4 separate regions of the Mus musculus genome follow, and all the other regions are linked to region 2. A link is a contact called in public HiChIP or PLAC-seq and promoter capture Hi-C data. All regions are on one chromosome and are shown on one strand. The core of a region is the stretch at or near the end of the contact, and the rest is flanking DNA. Distances in the headings are between cores, read along the strand shown. Region 1 holds the start of Klk1b9 (kallikrein 1-related peptidase b9). Region 2 holds the start of Myh14 (myosin, heavy polypeptide 14). Region 3 holds the start of Lin7b (lin-7 homolog B (C. elegans)). Region 4 holds the start of Trpm4 (transient receptor potential cation channel, subfamily M, member 4).

The links. Promoter capture Hi-C pulls out the DNA fragments that hold promoters and counts their contacts. HiChIP or PLAC-seq counts read pairs in DNA pulled down with a chosen protein or histone mark.
Region 1: a contact with region 2 is called in a promoter capture Hi-C map of pre-B cells. The contact joins the promoter of Klk1b9 here to the promoter of Myh14 in region 2. A contact is called at or near these places in 5 of 39 promoter capture datasets (the C10 cell line, cranial neural crest, pre-B cells and 2 more).
Region 3: a promoter capture Hi-C map of liver shows a contact between it and region 2, with 2.1 times the contacts expected there. The contact joins the promoter of Lin7b here to the promoter of Myh14 in region 2. A contact is called at or near these places in 1 of 39 promoter capture datasets (liver) and 1 of 484 Hi-C or Micro-C datasets (embryonic stem cells).
Region 4: a contact with region 2 is called in an HNF4G HiChIP or PLAC-seq map of pancreatic cancer cells. The contact joins the promoter of Trpm4 here to the promoter of Myh14 in region 2.

Annotation. Positions count from the first base shown.
Region 1 is chr7:43,974,772-43,977,471 of GRCm38.p6, reverse strand. It overlaps Klk1b9 (kallikrein 1-related peptidase b9), which reads right to left and starts at 1,411. Exons shown (of 5, transcript NM_010116.1): 1 at 1,330-1,411. The coding sequence starts at 1,375.
Region 2 is chr7:44,669,551-44,672,250 of GRCm38.p6, reverse strand. Myh14 (myosin, heavy polypeptide 14) reads left to right here and starts at 1,408. Exons shown (of 42, transcript NM_001271540.1): 1 at 1,408-1,451. It overlaps 2310016G11Rik (RIKEN cDNA 2310016G11 gene), which reads right to left. Exons shown (of 5, transcript NR_152106.1): 3 at 2,418-2,588; 4 at 1,652-1,817.
Region 3 is chr7:45,369,205-45,371,954 of GRCm38.p6, reverse strand. It overlaps Lin7b (lin-7 homolog B (C. elegans)), which reads left to right and starts at 1,391. Exons shown (of 6, transcript NM_011698.1): 1 at 1,391-1,433; 2 at 1,710-1,828; 3 at 1,969-2,040; 4 at 2,605-2,750. The coding sequence starts at 1,397.
Region 4 is chr7:45,332,313-45,335,046 of GRCm38.p6, reverse strand. It overlaps Trpm4 (transient receptor potential cation channel, subfamily M, member 4), which reads left to right and starts at 1,267. Exons shown (of 25, transcript NM_175130.4): 1 at 1,267-1,360; 2 at 1,595-1,665. The coding sequence starts at 1,337.

The sequences.
Region 1 (2,700 bases), core at 162-2,661, 690 kb after region 2:
GAAAATCTGGGGGTCTATGACAGACAGTATCTGCTTCTTGTGGATGTGGGGCAAGTGATATGAGTAGTGGAGAGGCTCAGGGTTCTCTTGAAGGTGGCCTAGGACTGGAGTGGAAACATGGTTACAGCAAGTCAGGCCACTGTGAGGCAGAGAGGAAGACACTTTGATGTGAGGTAGTAGGGTTAGGCATAGGGGTCTTTCTGGTGTCCTGCAAAGAGTGGGAATTAAAACTGTGCTGTGGGGCTCTAGGGAGACAGGACAGGAGCCTGTGGCGTGAGGAGTGAACCATGAGAGGGAAGAGCAGGCCACGGCACAGCATTTGGAACAAGAGGAAATCTTGGCAAGCCATGGCATAGATAGACACACTTCTCTGTAACCTCAGGACACAGCAGGCTGAGGCACAGGGATTGCCATGGACTGAAGACAATCCTGGGCTACATCATGAGACACTAACACAGAACTTATTCCCAAGAGCTGGGCTGAAGATGGCTTGGTTGCTACAGGATTGGCCATGTAAGCGTTAGGATCTGACCTGGACTCTCCAGAACACAGGGAAAATGTCAGGTGTGATGCTGTGTGCCTGTAACCCCAGAGCTGGGGAGGCAGAAATAGGAGGATTTCCCTGAGGCTTGCTGCATAGTCATCATAGCCTAAGTGGAACTCTCCATTCAGTGTGAGTCCCATCCTGAGGTGGTGAGTGAGTGATGAAGATACATGTTGTCCTTGTCTAGCGTGTCCCACCTGACCCCTTCTCCAAAAACCAGAGTACACCAAAAAGCCATTGGATAGGTACATGCACATTTTCCTCACCGCACAAAGAGGAGTAACCAATCTTTTGTCACAGGCCAATTTGAGAAGTGAAAGTTTTCGTAGAAACTGGGCAACCTAAGAGGAGTGGGACCAGTTGTCAGGATGTGGAGAACACAGCTGAACGCTGGCAGCTGCTGGACAGCCTAAGGCTCTAGTGGGGGATTTAGGCAAACCTCTGTCTGACTCAGGGGTTGAGCTATGAGGCTCTAGAAAAAAAATGAACTCAAGAGACATCCCAAGCACTAAGGTTGGTAAGAGGTTGGGTTCATTAGAAAGACTGGAGAAGCCTAGAGGTGGTGAGGTGTCTAAGAAAGAGGAGAAAGTTCTGGAAAGTGGGAGGGAACAGGGGCCTGTCCTGGGAGCAAGGACTGTGAGGGACTTGGCAGTGTACAGGGCAGAGAAGGAGGAGCAGGTGGTGCTCATGATGTAGCTGGGGTGAGGGGAGAGGTGAAAGGAATGATCAGGGCCAAAGGCAGCAGGAGAGTCAGGGCTGTGACCCCTCCCTTTCCCTCATCTCACCAATCCCTCCTAGGGACAGGGCTAGGAACAGGATCAGGAACCTCATGGTAACAGGTGTCCAGGAGCAGCAGGCAGTGAGCTTGGAGCTGTGGAGGCTCCTCAGGGAGACTTTAAAAACCCTCATTCTCCCCCACAGCCCCACCCCTGCCCTGTGGCAGCCAGATGCTGACTAAAACCCTGCCATTGCTGACAGAGGTGGATTTCCTGCACTCACCCTCCCTGCTGTGGGAGGGGAGGGCCCTGTTGCACCCACTGTACAGTAGGCCCTAGGTCACCTTGGATACCTTCCCAGGGATGAGATTTGGTGGGGCAGGTCCTGCTATTCCTGGTGCTGTTTGAGTTCCTGGAGCCGTAGCCAGATGGCAAGGTCAGGGGCAATGGTCAGTTGGTGTTAAAGGAGGATGGAGGAGCAAGTGATGCCCAACCCACAGCTCTAAGAAAGTTCCTGTACCTCAAGTCCAAGATTATTCCAGAAAGTAGCAGTTAGAACAGATTATTTGAACAAGTGATAGCCTAGAGGGCTGAAAGCTCCTTGCAGATACAAATTCTTTTTTTGAGAATGCCAAAATGCTTGCCTTTTTCCCATAGAATTCTGGATCACTGATTTTATTGTTCCTATGAGAAGTTTGGGAGCTGGGTCTAGTGGTTCACATCCTCAATACCAGCAATTTGAAGCCAAAGCCAAGTAGATCTGTGTGATTTTAGGCTCTAGTATTCTTTGATGTAGACCAACCTAGTCTACATAGTGACTTTCAAGACAGCCACGTAATAGAGCTGTCTCAAAACAACCCACATAAAATAAAATAAAATAAAATAAAATAAAATAAATAGAAGTTATGGTGCACATTATCATGGCATGATCAATGTTTTATTCAAAAGTATGAAAATTCATGTTATTCCAGTGTAGAGTATACCACCCTGAACAATGATGTGGGTCCCTATAACTTTTCCCTTCCTCATTTCCTATATCCTAAGTTACATATTGAGTTTAGCCAATCATGGGCTCATGGGAGACCCTTTCTCAATAAACAGCAACCAGAAAATGTCACTTCCCTCCAGGAGCCTCATTAAGGGTTCAATTTGGCAGCTGCATATTTTGGTGCACACCTTTGATCCCAGAACTTAGCAGTCAGGGGCTGGAGGATCTTGGTGAGGTCCAGGTTAGACTGTGCACATAGTGTATTCAGGCCAGTGAAACAACACAGGGAGACTTTGTCTCAAATGTTAAAACATCAAGAAGTCAGCATGGATTCTGGTACAGAGAAGGGGAAATACCCAGCCTTTGACACCTACTTACTGTTGCAGGTTTCAGACCCATCCCCTCTCATTGAGCATCTAGATTATTTCAGCTCTCATGGCTGTTAGCACATT
Region 2 (2,700 bases), core at 159-2,658:
CAAAGAAGCAGGCCTGCAGCAGTGGCTCAGTGGTTAAGAGCAGAAACTGTTCTTCCAGAGGACCTGGGTTCAATTCCCAGTACCCACAGGACAGCTCAGAATCATCTGTAACTCCAGTTGCAGGAAATTTGACATCCTCTTCTGGCCTCCGACCGCACTGTATGCACACAGTACACATACATATATGCAGGTAAAAAAGCCATACACACACACACACACACACACACACAGAGAGCCATACACTCACACACATACACAAGGAAACAGCAAGTTTAGGAGACTGTTCAAAGCTGAGGCAGACCCAAGTGCTTAAGGGACTATGAAACAACACGAGCTAAGCAGTTGGAAGACAAGGTGGAGTGTATCTATGTGGTGAGGGCTTTGGGGACTTTGGTATTTACTTATCGTTTGTTTGCTGATTTATTTATTTTTGCAGTAAGGTGATGTAAACTTAGTGCTTTATAGCTCAAGTGCCCTATAACTGAGCCACATCTTAAGCCCTCTTTTTGTACTTTGAGACAGGGTCACACTAAGTTTCTCAATCACTTTGTTTAAACCCATGACCTCAACTCATTGCAGTCCTCCTGCCTCAGCCCGGCAATGCTAGCTAGGATGGTAGGTGTGGTCCTCCAGATGAGGTTGGGGTTTTTGCTTTGTTTTCTGAGACAGGGTCTCCTATAATCTAGGCTGGCCTAGAAATCTTTACATAGCTGTAGGATGACCTTGAACTCCTGATCCTCCAACCTCCAGTTCTCCAGGGCTGGAATGATTCTCTGGTGCCATCACTCCTGCTTTGCAAGGTGACTGGGTGGAACCCAGGGCTTCGTGCATGCTAGGCTAACCCTCTACTGAGTCTCCATATAAGGTCTCAATCGCACCAAGTTCAAGGCTTTAGTGAAATTACGTAGTGGAAACGCTTCACACATCTTTGAGCTCAATAAATGATTCTGACCCATCCACCTGCTTTGGGTCTGCTCACGGTCTGCACTCTACAAAAGCAGTTTCTTGGTGTGTGTCCTCACGCCGGCTCCCGGGGGACCCAGGCATTCCGGCCTCCCGCCGCCCCCTACGGGTGCGCACAAAGGCATCCATTCATGCCTGTTTACAAAGCAGCCCATTCACCCTGTCCCCTTGAACCAGCAGCTGCTGGCCGCTCCCCAAGCATCTCTATTGGTGCTTCCTGCTGGCCATCAGGCCCGGGTCCCGCCTACTGCCGCACATTCTCGGCCAGGTTCTTTTCCCACGCCTGGCACGCTTTGCCAACTTCTGATTGGCCTGGCGCGCCAGCCGCTCTTTTTGATTGGGCAGCACTGAGCCCCAGGGGCGAGGTCTGAGCGGGCCGCAGCAAGTGCTGATTGGTCTGTAATGCCTACCTGTGGGTGGGGCCGTCCACTGCAGGCCCCGCCTCCTTTTCTGTCCAGGCCGAGGCCTCTGGACCGCCCTGGGCGCCGGTGAGTGTCCGGGGACCTCCCCCCCGTGGTGCGCCCCAAGGGTTGGCCAGAGCCTGTCAGACCTGGGGAGGCCGGAGCCGGTGGGGTACAGCGGGGGGTCTTGGAGAGGGGTGGGTCAAGACATTCACCCTGGGTGCAAGCGACCCCAGGGTCAGGGAGAGGTAAGGGGAAGGTTGTAGTCACCCAGCCCGGATTCCCACCTTGTGCCAGACAGCCTGGGGTCATCTCTGACAGCGTCACACGGTCTGTTCTGCAGAAGGGGAAACTGAGGCAGTGCTTGGAACGTTGCATGATAGAACACCTGAGTCATGGTCTCCATTCCCCAGCTCTCAGGACTACCGTGTCAGATGTCAGAGGAGGAAAAAGCTGTGGACCAGAGAGAGAGGGGTCGCGACAGGCAGGGACAGGAACAGAGAAGGATGTGTTTGGCTGGGTGTCCCAGTTTGTTTTGATTTGACTTGGTTTAGTTAGTTGTTTTGGTTTTTTGTTTTGTTTTGGTTTTTTGTTTTTTTGTGAGTTTTTTTTGTTTGTTTTTTTTGTGTTTTTTGTTTTTTTTGGAGATAGCTTCTGAACTCACTGTGTAGACCGAGTTGACCTCAACCCCCAACCTTCCTGCCTGAGCCTCTCAAGGGCCGCGATGACAAGAGTGTGCCACCAAGCCTCACAATGGACATGGGCACTTTAATGTATAACTAAACTCCCCTCCAGTGTAGGAGAATGGATTTGAGGTAGGTTTGTGTGGTTTCCATCTCACAGAGAGTGAAGATATAGACTGGACCGAGGTGGGGAACACAGGGACCTGGTGTGCCTGGCCCTGTGGCTTTTTTTTTTTTTTAAACATCATAATAGTAATCAGGAGTTCAAGACCAGCCTCAGCTACATGATGAGTTCCAGGCGAGCCTGGGCTACTTAAGACCCTGTATCTGAAAAACAAAAAACAAAAATAAATTGTTCTGTAAGCCATACCTCTTAACACCTCTTAAGCCACAAGTTTATCGTAGGCATGATCACCCGATGTCTCCTCCTCGATCACCTTCTCGATTGAGGAGAAGACCCAAGCCTGAGGCTGGCATAGCATTTTGACATCATATCTGAGGATTGGGGCATCCCACTTCCAGGGTTCAGGAAACTGAGATTCTAAGAAAGAAAGAAAGAAAGAAAAAAAAAAAAAAAACCACGATAAAACAGAACAGAGACCTGGGTCCTTTTCCTCAAATAATTTTTGTTGATCTCATGAGCCTCAATTCCT
Region 3 (2,750 bases), core at 142-2,641, 700 kb before region 2:
TTTGTTTGCTTGCTTTTGGTCCCCCCCTCCCCCATCCAGCATCTCCTGTAACCTAAGTTCGCCACCAACTAATGATCTTACTGCCCCCACAGCGTAGGATTCCAGCCGAGCACCAGGGTTATACAGTGCTGCAGGTGGAACCCAAGGCTTTCGATTTGCTAGGCAAGTGCTCTGCTGAGCCACATCACCAGCCTAACTACAGGCTCCCCACATCGAGAATATCTGCAAGCAGTCCACACAGTCACCATGAGAACCTGTCCACCTCAGTGCTCCCCACTCCACCTCTCACCCAAACAGGCAGCACTCCACGTTAGTGGACCAGTCTCCAGGGCCTTATCTGCCCTTCTGCCCCTTCTGAAATCCAGTCTCCCTGGAGATCTTCAGATAGGTATTTGACCATCTTGTACACTCTCAGGGGTTTATATGGAGACACAGATCCAAATGCAAATTATAACACAAGACCACTGTTTTGCCGTCACCACTGCCTAGCCTCTTGGCTACTCTCTGGGTGGCTGCTGGGGTGACCCAGGTCATACAACTTGTTGACTTTATCTTCCAAGCATCTCTAAACTATAAAGGTCTTATTCAAGTTTCTCTCTCCTCTCCTCCTCTCTCCCCTCCCCTCCCCTCCCCCCCCTCTCTTTCAGTGTGTGAGTCTAGGTTAGTCTAGACAGGGTCTCACTATGGAAATCACTGACCTTGGAAGTGCTGAGATTAAAGACGTGGACCACCGGGCTCTGTGTGTATGTTTTGTCAGTCTTACGTAGACTTGGCTAGCCACAAGACTTCAGTGTAACTGAGGGTGACCTTGGGCACTGTTCCGATCACCCTGCCTCCACTTCTGAATGCTGGGATTACAGGTATGATTTATGCTCTGCAGGGTGCAGGACCTAGAATCTCAGCCTGCAAGGTTAGCACTCTTCGACTGAGTTACCCCTTCAGCTTTTATTTTTCTGCTTTCTTGAAATAGGCTCTTGTTAGGTGTTTCTGTCTTCCAAGTCACAGCGATCCTCTTCTATAGGCCCCTGGAGTCCTGAGAACCCACGCCCCTCTGTAGAAATGAGGGGAAGTTACCAGAAAAGCACAGACATACTGTAAAGAGCAAGGCAGACACACCAACGGAGTAACAAGATCGCGGCTAGGATAGACCTATGATGGGCAGCAGATAGTGATGTAGGAGCGAGACACCCAGAGGGGGAAGGTCTCTAGAGTTCCGGAGTGGGCGGGACCCTGCGCAGCACCGCCTCCTGTCAGTGTGAGGGCAGGCCCTCTGAAACTGTTGGTTGCCGTGTGGGCAGGGCCTCATGCACCACCTCCTTGCCAGCACCTGGTGGGCGGGGCCTCGCATTGCACCTCCTCGCTGGCGCCTGGGCGGGTGGCTTGCATTAGAGGCGATATGGCTGCACTGGTGGAGCCGCTGGGGCTGGAGCGGGGTAAGCGCTCCGAGGGTCCAGTCCGGGCTCTGGGCTCCGTTGGGTTGCGACAGGCTTTGCAGATGCGGGGGTTGGGGGGCGGACCTAGTTAGGGTGGGCGGGGCGCGGCCTGCAGTCTGAGGGCGTGGGAGGGTCTGGGGCGGAGCGCCCCACCAACACCTCGCCCAGGGTTGGGGTCCCCGCGACCCGCGAGGCACGTGGATCGCTTCCAGTCTGACCTCGATTGCCCTTCTTGCTGCCGGCGTATGCTCTCGCGGTCCCTGCCGCTTTCTGCAGACGTGTCCCGGGCTGTGGAGCTGCTGGAGCGGCTGCAGCGCAGCGGAGAGCTGCCCCCGCAGAAGCTGCAGGCCCTGCAGCGGGTCCTGCAGAGTCGCTTCTGCTCCGCCATCCGCGAGGTGAGCATCTTGGTTCTGTATAAGTTGTAGTTTCCTTGCACTCTGCGGCGGGGTCGGCGACGGGCGAGCGGACGAGGACACCGGTGTCCAGGGCTGTGGACTGGCAGCTCTCTGACGTTGCCGTGTCCCCGACTTCCCAGGTGTATGAACAGCTCTATGACACGCTGGACATCACTGGCAGCGCCGAGGTGCGGGCTCATGCCACAGCTAAGGTAAGCTCCTGCTCCGGTAGCTCTGGGTGACCACGAAAGCAGTGCCCTCCTTCACATCAGCGCATCTCTGTGCCACCCTATGAAGATTTATTTATAATGCCCTTTAAATAACTGCACATTTTTAACTTGAATGCACATGAGATTCTCTCTAGCAACAGGCTTGGAAACTGGCCTCACTTTCCTGTCGGTAAGATGACCCTAAAAGGCAATCCTGTTGGATGTTGTGAACAGGGACACCTTTCCAAACTGCAGTGCTTATTACTTATTACTGCCTGCAGACTCAAGATTTACACCTGATCCCTATCACCCCACCCCACCCCCGAGGTGGGGGGGGCACTTGTTTCCATTTGTCTGAGAACAAGATTGGCAGGTGTTAAGTACTAAGGATGCCCTTCTCCCTGACTTTCGGAAGAAAGCAAGGGTTCTCACAGGTCGGAGTCAGTATAGGGTAGCCTCCTGTTGAGCTGTGTCAGGGTTCCCCTACTTGATCTTTGCGGCTACGCTGGCTGGAGTGCCCATGTCTCAAAGAGGGTCTCTCTCATTGAGGCGTCTTCTCTCTTCCAGGCCACAGTGGCTGCTTTCACGGCCAGTGAGGGCCACGCACATCCCAGGGTCGTGGAACTACCGAAGACTGATGAGGGTTTGGGCTTCAACATCATGGGTGGCAAGGAGCAGAACTCACCCATCTATATCTCTCGAGTCATCCCTGG
Region 4 (2,734 bases), core at 18-2,517, 660 kb before region 2:
CAAGCTCAAGTTTGGCATTTTTAGCACAAAGGCTGAACGTTTAGAGTGTCTTGCTGGGAAAGCCTGGGGCTCTGGGAGAGGAGGATGCAGGAGCAGAGGGCCCCCTGCAAGGTAAACACTGGGAAGCGTGCAGGCAGAATGGGACATTCGGTGTGACAGTGGTGTCCTGCAGAAGCTGTGGAAGACAGTGAAGGAATACTGTGCCCAACACCCCATGACCTCCTCTCACTGGAACTCAGATCTGGGGACAGGGGACCAGACCAGTGCTATAAATACAACAGGGGGGAGGTGCTGGGGGCTCAGGTTACTAGGCCTCAGCTGTCCCCACCAAAGGGACTTGGCTGCAAACAGGTGTCACTGCCTTCTCTGCTGGTCAGTGTCACCCACCCCACACTTGTCAGTATATCCACCGTCTTTGAGTTTTTGTCCTTTATGAGTCAACCCCCCCCCCCCCATTATAGTCACTGTTCTGAGCTTCCGTGTTTCTTCTCAGGATTCTAACCTCTCCTCTCCTACTGTGTCTTCCCTGATCCTTCTCTTTGATTCTTCTCTCTCTCTCTTTCTGTGTGTGTGTGTCTGTCTGTCTGTTTCTCTGTGTGTGTCTGTCTGTCTCTGTGTGTGTGTGCCTGTCTCTCTGTGTGTCTGTCTGTCTCTGTGTGTGTGTCTGTGTTTGTCTCTGTCTCTCCTCTGTGTGTGTGTGTTTTCTCTCTCTCTGTCTCTCTCTTTCTCCCTGTATCTCTGTCTCTGTGTGTGTGTCTCTCTCTCTAGTTCTCTCTGTGTCTCTGTTCTCTCTGTCTCTCCTCTCTGAATCTGGGACTCTGTTGCTCTATCACTTTGTATTTCTATCTGTCTCTAACTATCTCTGGATATCTCATTCTTTTTCTGTATTGCTGTCTTCATATTCTCTCTCTCTCTCTCTCTCTCTCTCTCTCTCTCTCTCTCTCTCTCTCTCTCTCTGGGTCTCTGCCCCCTTTTCTTTCTCTGGGTCCCTCTCTTAGTTTCTGTCTCTCTCTCTCTGGGTCTTTCTCTCAGTCTCTGTCTCTCCGAATCTATGTTTGTCCCATGGCTGACATCTATCGTGTGCCCCACTCTGCTTCCTTCGTTCCTCCGCTTGCTCTGCCTTCCAACTCTCGGTCTTTCTTGTCCCCCAAACCGACCCCATCACTGGTTTGGCAGCAGAGTTTGTCCCTCCTCCGCAGCCGCCCTCTCCCCGCCTCCCGTGACGTGTCCCGGGACTCCCCGCCCCGGGCTGGGCTGCGAAGTTGCGGATCCGGTTTGGTCGGGCGGGTCGGCGGCTGGAGGAAATACACGGAGCCTCAGGGGCTGCGGCAGCAGCATGGTGGGGCCGGAGAAGGAGCAGGTATCGCACAGCGTGGGGCTGGGAGTGAGTGGGGTCCAGAGGCGGAGCCAGCTCCGGGGATCCGGGTCAGATGCTGCAGTGGCTGGACCAGGAGTTCCCAGACCGAGCTGCGTGGGTTCCTGGCTGAGCCCGAGGGAGGAGTTCCCAGTGTGTCCCGTGGGCGCGCGGGGTTGTCTTCGAATCCTGTGGGTCTGACTCGACTCCCTGCCCTGCCCTTCTTGTTCCGGTTCTCAGAGCTGGATCCCTAAGATCTTCAGGAAGAAGGTGTGCACGACGTTCATAGTGGACCTCTCCGATGATGCGGGGTGAGCAGTTCGGGGCTGCTGACCTGGCAGCGTAGGTTCGCGGGCCCTGCCCCACTGCAGACAGGCTCCGCCCCCATAGACTGGACTCGCCCCACTCAACGCAGACAAGGGTGCCCACCACAGACTGACCTTCACTGCCTACCGCAGGAGGTCTTGGTGCACAGACACACCCCACCCACCACAGAAGTCTCAGCTCAACACACTCAGACCCCGCCCACTAAGGACCTTCCCGCCTTCACTTGAGACAGACCCCTCCCCCTGCCCTTGTTTTGGGCCACCCTGCTTAGGGCACGCCCCGAATTCTTCATTCCCCTCTAGGTGGGGATCCATTCTGTGTCTTTGTGTCTCTGTCTCTTTGTGTCATTTGTCTCTGCTTCGGCTTTCTGTGTCATCCCGGCTCAGCGAGCATAGCCACACAGCCCTGCCAGCCTTACATAGCTCTGCAGCTTTGGGATAGTAATTCCCTTCTAGGGCTGCGCTTGTCACCTGGGCACAGAACAGCTCCTCCCTTCTGGGGCCGCTGTGCAAACTAAACAAGGTCACTCTGGGACATTTCTGGAACTCTGCCCATCACCTAATAACATCTAATAAACATCCGGGAATATCTGCAACTCCCATGAGAAGAAGAGGGCAATTGCCACTGCAAGCTGTGCTGTGCTGTAGGTGGCAGGGGACAGGAGCAAGCCCTATAGGCTTCTTGGCTGCATGCTTAGTCTCCCTAGCGGGGTCCAGCTTTAACTCAGTTCTCAGGGTAGACTTTTGGCCTTGGGGCAGTGACACCTGATTTCCTTAGTGTGACTTTATCAGGAGCCTGTTGTCCCACCAGTGTGGGACAGGAAAATGTTGTATAAATAAACAGAGATACTGGTTTACTGGTGGGTCTGGCAGAGGGTCACAGACAGCGTGACTAAAGTCAGTGGGACAAGATGGGAGCTGGTGGGCTACAGGTGTCATTGGAAAGATGGTGCAGTGTGGTGCTTTGAAGGTGGCTCTGGGCCTTGGAAGTGCTCGGTCGAAGTCCTCCCTAAGGACAGCCCAGCGTGGCTTGAAAGTAGAGCAGAGTTCAGGC